Regions from separate parts of the Mus musculus genome. Here all the other regions are linked to region 2. A link is a contact called in public Hi-C and HiChIP or PLAC-seq data. All regions are on one chromosome and are shown on one strand. The core of a region is the stretch at or near the end of the contact, and the rest is flanking DNA. Distances in the headings are between cores, read along the strand shown.

What was found. A called contact is a pair of places that touch in the nucleus more often than the background predicts. HiChIP or PLAC-seq counts read pairs in DNA pulled down with a chosen protein or histone mark.
Region 1: a contact with region 2 is called in a FOXA1 HiChIP or PLAC-seq map of pancreatic cancer cells. The contact joins two enhancer-like sites. A contact is called at or near these places in 11 of 39 promoter capture datasets (the 3T3-L1 cell line, 3T3-L1-derived adipocytes, cranial neural crest and 6 more), 18 of 484 Hi-C or Micro-C datasets (the HL-1 cell line, the N1E-115 cell line, Th2 cells and 9 more), 5 of 115 datasets of contacts at active chromatin or transcription factors (bone marrow-derived dendritic cells, embryonic stem cells, fibro-adipogenic progenitors and 2 more) and 1 of 9 other capture datasets (adipose tissue).
Region 3: a contact with region 2 is called in a Hi-C map of embryonic fibroblasts, with 2.8 times the contacts expected there. The contact joins two enhancer-like sites. A contact is called at or near these places in 5 of 484 Hi-C or Micro-C datasets (embryonic fibroblasts, muscle stem cells and uterus), 1 of 115 datasets of contacts at active chromatin or transcription factors (fibro-adipogenic progenitors) and 1 of 9 other capture datasets (adipose tissue).

The regions. Positions count from the first base shown.
Region 1 is chr5:32,196,435-32,199,210 of GRCm38.p6, reverse strand. No RefSeq gene overlaps it. Among named protein-coding and RNA genes, the nearest start is that of Gm36732, 13 kb to the right of the region's middle. Within about 2 kb of position 1,305, at least 115 of the 459 cell types and tissues checked have an H3K27ac peak or open chromatin away from gene starts, as enhancers often do. A contact at or near this core is called in the HL-1 cell line, the N1E-115 cell line, adipose tissue and 7 more, where this site is marked.
Region 2 is chr5:32,034,529-32,037,228 of GRCm38.p6, reverse strand. The region is part of intron 10 of Babam2 (BRISC and BRCA1 A complex member 2); the gene reads right to left. Among named protein-coding and RNA genes, the nearest start is that of Gm52770, 37 kb to the right of the region's middle. Within about 2 kb of position 1,293, at least 115 of the 459 cell types and tissues checked have an H3K27ac peak or open chromatin away from gene starts, as enhancers often do. A contact at or near this core is called in the HL-1 cell line, the N1E-115 cell line, adipose tissue and 7 more, where this site is marked.
Region 3 is chr5:31,859,751-31,862,496 of GRCm38.p6, reverse strand. The region is part of intron 6 of Babam2 (BRISC and BRCA1 A complex member 2); the gene reads right to left. Among named protein-coding and RNA genes, the nearest start is that of Gm52770, 140 kb to the left of the region's middle. Within about 2 kb of position 1,451, at least 58 of the 459 cell types and tissues checked have an H3K27ac peak or open chromatin away from gene starts, as enhancers often do. A contact at or near this core is called in embryonic fibroblasts and muscle stem cells, where this site is marked.

The DNA.
Region 1 (2,776 bases), core at 56-2,555, 160 kb before region 2:
CTCAAACAAGGCACCCAGCCTGAGCCCTCTCTCCTAGACCATAAGAATTCTTTCTAAAGCTGTGCGTCCTCCTCTTGCCTTTGCTAAAGTCCTTACAAGCCTCTGAATCAAACCTACTTACTTACACACACTGTCCCAGCCACCCAGACTCTGCCCCCGAACCCTTGCCCCTGGAAGCCCATGATCTCTGTCAGTCCCTGACTCCTGTCTCTGCCTTTTGAGACCCATATGGGGACCCTATGAGTTCTGTCCTTCCTCTTTCTGTGTCCTGTCCCTGAGGCACCTTCATCTCCTGCTCGATGTCTGAGTTGGTCCTTCTACCCTGGCCTCAGTCACTGGCACCTTCCCTGTAATTGGCAGCTTCAGAGGGTGGGGCTCAAGGCTCTGTACCTGTACCAAACCCCACTTGCTTTTATGAGTGGCACAGCCGCTGGTCATCCTGCACTGATCCCTACCAGAGATCCCCGGGGGACCAGCAGCTTAGCAAAGGCCCTGAGGCTGTCCTACCAGAGGCCTGAGGTTGATGGGGTTAGAGGCCATGAGGAGGAGATGGGGGGCAGAATGTGAAGAGGAAGGCAGGGACAGAGGCTCACCCACACCTGCTGGCCACTCAGCAGGGCAAAGATCACCCCAGTTAGCACTGGGACACAGCTACTGGACAGGAGGACCACTACAAAAGCGGACACAAAAATGCCCTTATCTCAGTGAGAATGAAGTTTCCCTGTCTATCCCCTGTCCTGGCAAGGCCCCAAATTTCCAGAGGGAAGGTGTCTGGACCACTCACAGGCCAGACTGCTGGGTTTACTGCTCATGCCACATGACTGAGCCCCAGAAGCACCCACCTCAGTCCACCCAAAGACCAGATCCCCCCACTCCTGCTTTATCGATAGCTCTGGGTGCAGCTTATCCCATCCGAACAGCTGGAAATGGGCTCCCAGGATGCCGGCAACTCCTAAGAGAGGATAATAGTCAACCACTGACCACATTAGCCAGTGACTTCTTACTCTTTCATGCTCCTGCTAAGCACTTACATGTGTTGTGACTTGGTGACTTCACCAGGCAGTTCCCTGAGATGGTTCTGGAGGCTACCGCGAAATGGTTCTAAGCCTAGACGGGATAACCATATGCTCACCCAGCCTGGAATAGTCCCATCTTACGTCTGTTATCTCAGAATCAGTACTGACAGACTATCGTTCTCATGCTCACATTGGGTGACTGCTCATGGGCCCTGCTCAGAGACAGCATCATGTGGCTGTCCCTAGAGGAGCAACGGGGCCGGAAGAATCAGACACCAGAGGGCAGCAGTGAGCTGTGTTTGTCTGGCTTGTCTCTGGCAAGGCACTGGTCCCATGGTAGGATAGGTGGAGACTAGCTGAGGAAGTGCCCAGACAGCTTCCTTAGAGCTCCAGCTCTGTTCAGGCCTACTACAACCCAGCTGGGTCCATCTCTTCCATCTGCCCAACAGAGAGAGCCCAACTAAACATGAGAGTCCAGGAGGGAAGAGAGACACTAACTAGTCCCAGTCTACCCAGCCTGGCCAGCCTCCTGTCAGGCCCTACTGTGGGCTTCACAGTAGGCTTAGAACACTCTGACTTTGATGAAACATACAGCAGTTCCCACCATGGCACGTGGTTGGAGATGTTTTTAGCCTTACCAATTTTCTCTGTGTAGAGAGATGCCTCTCTCTGCAGTAGGCAGAGATGAGCATCAAGACACAAGGGGGCATCACTTAACGCAGATGACTGTTTTGGCAAAGAAGCAAGTCATTGTATAATAGAAGTCAGAGTGTCAGACAGAACCTCATTCAGACAGACAGACATCTATGCATATGGTAGAGAACAGACTGTCACTTGTTTGTCCAATATGGTTCCAGACGACAACTGTTGTCCTGACCCAATGATTACTAACATCCCACCTCTTGCGGTGTCCCAGTTTGGAGAATCGACTACACAGTGCTGCCTACGAGGCATCAACTATGTGCCAGGGTTGGTGGCAGACCTGGGGGATGGGGAGGGAGATGATGTCCCAACTGCCACTCTCCAGGACTCACTGTTGCTGCTTGAGGACACAGACTGGGAAAGGAATGGAGAAGGTGGGGATGGTCACACTGCTAGAGGTCCCCTCAAGAACCTGCCAAGAAACATCTATGGATAGATCTATCTTTCTTGGTTTATTCAGAATTTTTAATATTTTAATATTTTTCCAGCTTTATAAGCTGCTTTAAAAAAAACCCAAAACAATTCACTATGTAGCTCATAGCAATTCTCCTGCCTCAGGCTCCCAAACACTTGGTTTTTTTTTTTTTTTTTTTAATTGCATGTATCTATTTGTCTCTGTGTATGCTGGGCAAACAGGTGTATGTTCTCTACATTCTGTATAGGGGTACACCTACAGATGAAGGTCAGAGGGGCAACTTGTGGGAACTGGATCTCTCCTTCTACCATGTGGGTCTCTTGCTCAGATTCAGGTGGTCCAGCTTAGTGGTAAGTGCCATCATAGGCTGAGCCGTCTAGTCAACACAAGCTGGATCATTACAGGCGTGTGCTGTGCGCTGCTACAAGTGGTGCTAATCCATTTTCTGGTGTGTGTGTGTGTGTGTGTGTGTGTGTGTGTGTGTGTGTGTGTGTGCCTATCCTAGAACCAGGGATGCTTTCGAGGTGCAGGTGTCTTAATGCCAAATCCCTTACCAGCAAGCCCACAATCCACTCTTCCAAGCCCCTGCCTTGTCTGTAAGCCTCCTTCTGAGTTAGATCCTCTCTGTGTCCTGCTCAGTTAA
Region 2 (2,700 bases), core at 44-2,543:
TCAATGTTTGCTGAGTTGACTTAAATATACATAGGGCTTTCCGTGACAATAGGACATTAGCCTGTGCATGTTCTGCTGTTCCTGGTAACAGTACTACTGACACAGCAGGTTTGGAGCAAAGACGACAGATGGTAAAAGAGGCAGCTGCCAAGTGTCAGAAATGGCTGCAAGTGGCTTGGGACAGGCAGGCAAAGGGGAGAAAACATCCTGTCTCTTTCTGAAGTACTTACTTTTTGCAATCATTGTTGATGTTTCATTGATAAGTATAGTTACATTTATTGTTGGCTATAAACAATCCAATAATAGGTCTGCAAACTGAAAGGGACCACTTTCTGTACATATAAACAGACAGGTTACACTCTAAGGACTTAACTCTAAATAAACTGTGTAATTAAGTGACAACAGGAGCTAAGTGTGTGAGGCTATGCCTTGATGACAATTGGGCTAGCAGAGCTCAGCATCTGAGAAGAGAGAGAAAGCCTGTTGGATGAATGTACACTTGCACTGACCAGGCTGCTCATCTACAGAGAAATCTTATGTGCATGAGTAGTTGTATAATTTTTTAAGCATGAAAAAAACATTTTAAAGCCAGGGGTAGTGGCATGTGCTGATCATACCAGAACTCAGAGGGAAAGACAAAAGGATCAGGACTTCAAGTTTGGTTATAGAGTAAGTTTAAAGGCAGCCTGGGGCACAAGGGAACTTATTTTTTAAAAAGAAAGAAAAACACTTGAAGAAAATATTATTATATTCTTATAACTCTGACCATAGGTAAACGTGGAATGGAAAGCCTTTGGAAGTTTTGTTTTGTTTTGTTTTTTTGCAGCTCATGAGAACTAATATGCTAATATTGTAGGCTAAAGATTTACACACACACACACACACACACACACACACACACACACACACATACACACACACACACTCCTGGTTTTAGGACGTGCTGGCTGGACATGGGAGTGGAGAAGCTGTGAGACTGAATACTTGGGTCAGAAGAGCCAGTGTGGTGAGATGCACTGCAGTGTGACGCAGCAGAATGAAAAGACATCACCTAGCATGGATCATAAACAGATTCTTTGAAAGACCAGAGACGAAGATCAATCAGTCCTTGCTTAAACATTGGATGGCTGCCTGGTACAAAGGCCTATTTTGCTTTGCTATGTAATTTCCTCACTACTTAGCTACAAAAGCGTATCAGAATTGAATTCTAGTGCTCTGTCTAAATGGGAGCTGAGTCACAGGTACCTGATGCTGTGTCTGCAGGCTGAAGTGGATGACTCACGTCTGTGAAATTCTGAGAGAAAGTACCACCCGACCCCTTGCTTAGTCATCTTTTGCATGGATGCTGGGTTCATGAGCTCTGTAAACTATAATGAGCTATCTAGCCTTTTACCATCTCTTTCTTCTTTTCTAAACAGTACAAATTACAGCTCTAAAAATAACCTCATCTACGCAAGTGAGTCACTGTGACCTAACAAGCTTCCACAAGTAGTTACCCAGCTCAGTTGTGATATTTACTTGTGAAGGTACAAATCTTGTTGTCATATTAGCCCCCATTTTCTTCTCCCTCAAGCTTCAGATAAGAATTTGGTGAACTGGGGAAAGGAGAAGGGAAGAAGGTTTCAGGGAACATTTTTTTTTTTTTAGGAAAAAAAAAAAAACATAATGTACCCAATGCTTGAGATGTTCAGGATTGTAAATAGAGCTTGTGGGGAAGGAATTCACTGGAAGCTATCCCTGGGCTTGAGATGTTTTTCAGTTTTTCAGAAGGTTTGCCTAGCATTTATAAGACCCAGGGTTCCATGCCCAGCACTGCATAAACTTGGGTGTGGTTGTAAGATCAAAAGTCCAAGGTCGTCCTAGGCTACCTAATGAGTTTGAGGCCACCCTGGACTAGAAATCCTGCTAATCAATCAATCAGTCAGTCAGTCAAATAAGTAAAGCTATTCCTACCAGCATATGAGAGCTAGAATTTTAATATTTTAGGCTAAAGACGTTTCTCTTAGTAAGGAGAACATATTGACTATGGAAAGACATCTCTTGATAATTCTATTTTCTTAACAATTCTGGACTGTAAATGTATGACTTTTTTGATAAAAGGCATAGCTGCGCCAATAAGTTTGTATGCATTAAATGTTCATCTTTGGATCCTAGAGACATACACTAAGCCTTGGCACTCTACCTGTCCACTTGGCTACTTTCTGACGCTCAGGCCTGACCTCTGGTCTTCAGATTGCCTGGTGAGACTTCCATTGCCAACTCGCTGTCTTCCTACCCCAGCCTGTACAATGAATTCAACCAGGGGCAGGAAGCGGCTGTCTCCATGGAGCTCCTCTCTTCACGAGTGAGGCAAAGCTGCTCAGATACCAAAGTGCCACTCACTCACACTCTGGCTTACTTGGGGAGACTGGAAAGGAACAAACTTCCTACTACCACCAAGCCTAACACTTGCCACCACTGTCCCAGCTTCTCCTGTCAGAGGTCAGACCTCTTGGCCTCACCCAGACAGTCACGTGAACAGTCGCAACTAGCTGCTGAGGGTGCTTAGGGATAGAATGATGAAATCATTGATTTAGCTGAAAACGTCCCCAGGAAATAGGCTACAAAGCCCATTGACGGCTCCAGCCAGGCAGAGGCTGAGTCACTCCAGTCCTTCCTGACTCCTTGATTTATATTAAATAGGTCAGCTGGATCACCTGA
Region 3 (2,746 bases), core at 202-2,701, 170 kb after region 2:
TTATATAAAATGAAACTGGGAGTGCCTGGATACACACGCTTCTTTTAAGATAAACACTTAGATCGGACTGGGAAAGTATTAGAGATGGGACACTTAGCACTACCCTAAGTTCTTCTTTTATATGGTTTACTGAGAGACTATGAGATGGAGGAAGAGTCTCTGGCCAAACAATCATCAACTATGGCCTCTAAACTACTAGCTCAGCTCTGTCTGGGTCTACAACATGGCGGCCCAAATTCCTTCAGTGGATCAAACCTCTTATCTTACTTTCTCCAGCAACAAGCATCAATGTGAATAGCACATATATAAGGTACCAGCATTTCTATCCAAAATGAAGATACCAGGGCACACTTGTACGAGAAACACTGCTTTCCACATTGACTTACTCAGTTCCTTAGTTTCAGAAAGAACAAAAGGAAACGGATAACCAATTACTACTTCTGTTGCCTTCATTATCTATCTGTGTCATGGGCTGCGTGTGGGGTTTTGCTGTTCCTTTTCTAATTTTTCTCAATACAGCGTACTCAATAAATGCAGATCACTGAAGGATAAAATATAGGCATGCAAATGAAGAGTTGCATTTATTTCAAAGATGGCTACCTTTTAAGCCTGGGATAAAGACAAGCATTAGTCTTGTTACTTTGAAATTAAGCCAGACCTCATGGACACAATGCACATGTACAACATTCTGCTCACGAGAGCACACAGCAGCAAAGAGCAGCCATCACTCAGGGAGAGTGGAAACAATCTTCCAAGAAAGAGGGAGAGTGATTCTAGTTAGAACTGGAAATATAGGGAAAAATGGAAAACATTTAATAGTCGCTGAAGAAAATGTGCTAAAGAATCAGGTTTGTAAAGCCCAGACATAATAAGAGTCCCAAACAAAATGGGAACCACAAATTTTAGGGAAGCAAATTAGTATGTCTCTAAGGATTTCTTCCCATGTTCAACCGTCAGATTACAGAAAGGGGCAAAGCATGTGGTGTCAACCACAGTGAACAAGGTGGACAGTTAGGAGGGCTATGGGCGTGGGGCTGACGTACAGACTTGCTAGGCAGATGATCATGAGTGATAGGCTAAAGTCCAGAAGTGGCTCAAGATGTGGAAGTGTGGAAGAGGCACTGGTTTGAGACTTACTAAGCAGAGAAGAGTACTAGGGCTTCAGAAACAAGAGGGTTAGGAGAAGGTAGGCAGAAATGGGAGGGCAGAGAGCCAACGTGGAGATAGAGAGAAACTGGCAGGCTGGACCAATGATGAACCAGCATCGTATGTGTCATAAACTATGGAGAACAGCAGCAGAGGGTAGGGAGAAATTATGACCCAGGTACTGAGGACACATATGAAATGGAAACAAGCCCTGGACTGATGGAATTAGCAAGGTTTCTAGAGGAGAGTGATGCAGGCAGTCAAAGGAATAGGATTTTGTATTTTCACAGTGAGTCAGCAAAACTGAGAGAAGGTGAAGCCAGTTTCCACATAGGACCAGAGCTGAACTACATAAAGGAGTCAAGGAGTCAAGGAAAGAGCTAGGGAACATGTCTCCAAATGAGAACCCTACACTACTTCTAGCTGCTGCTGGGTTGACCAGATTACTGAAGGACAGAATTAACTAATAAAGTACCCTATATGCCAAAAACCAAACCAAACCAAACCAAAAAAAACAACCAACCAGAGAATGCACCAACTATTATCATCTGGAGATTTATCATCATTCTTCCTCAAAGATACAATTTGACCTAGGTATTACATTCATTTCAAATAAGATATACAGACAGAAACAAGCAACTTGCCCAAGGTCTGGGTTGGGGCAAAGCTGACAGTGGAACTAAAGTGTAACCTGATATCTTTCCTGTTCTCAACCACTAACAGAACTCAGATGACATCAAGCATTCCCTCTTCTACTACGTCTGCTTTTAATAAAAATCATAAATCATTTAGTTATGTGATGTCAATTTCAACCACATCAGAGAACAACCACCCCACATTTCCTTGCATTATGATAAGAATGCAATTGTGCCTTCCTAGAAATGCTACACTGGTAACTTCTAGGTGAGAAACAGAACATGCTAAAAACACAACTGTGCTTGACTTTCAAGTTACCGACAACCTGGTGAATGGGCTGTTTTGTTTTCCCCACAGCAATATTCAAGATCACATCTTAGACTCTGGGTTTCTGTTATTTTGTCTCAATGTTTCCTTGCTTTCAATGAATATAAACAATTTCAGGTTGGCTCAGTTTTATTACAATTGATCATTACAAATAAAAACATCTTTGGAACATCTGAGAAAATATCCCTGTGCTGTTCAGGTTGCTAGGTCATTTCCATATCCAGACTATAACTTGGTCTTGGTCTTCTGAAAAATAATGGAACTAAAACAGAGTAAAGAAACCATGGATATCTCCTACTTTGGATGAAAAGAGTTCTGTTTAATTTAAACATACATACATAAAGACAGACAGACAGACAGACACATGGGCATATACACACATGCACACACACACAAACACAGAGAGAGAGAGAGAAGGAGAGAGAGAGGGGAAGGTAGGGGGAGAGAGAGAAGGAGAGAGGGAGAGAGAGGGAGAGAGGGAGAGAGGGAGAGAGGGAGAGAGGGAGAGAGGAAGAGAGGGGAAGAGAGAGAGAACTGGATTTCAATTTCTGATTCTCTTGCCTTCAGCCCCAAGTGCTAGAATCCTGGGGATATCACCACACCAGCCACACCAGGCTGCCTACATTCTTTTTGGCCA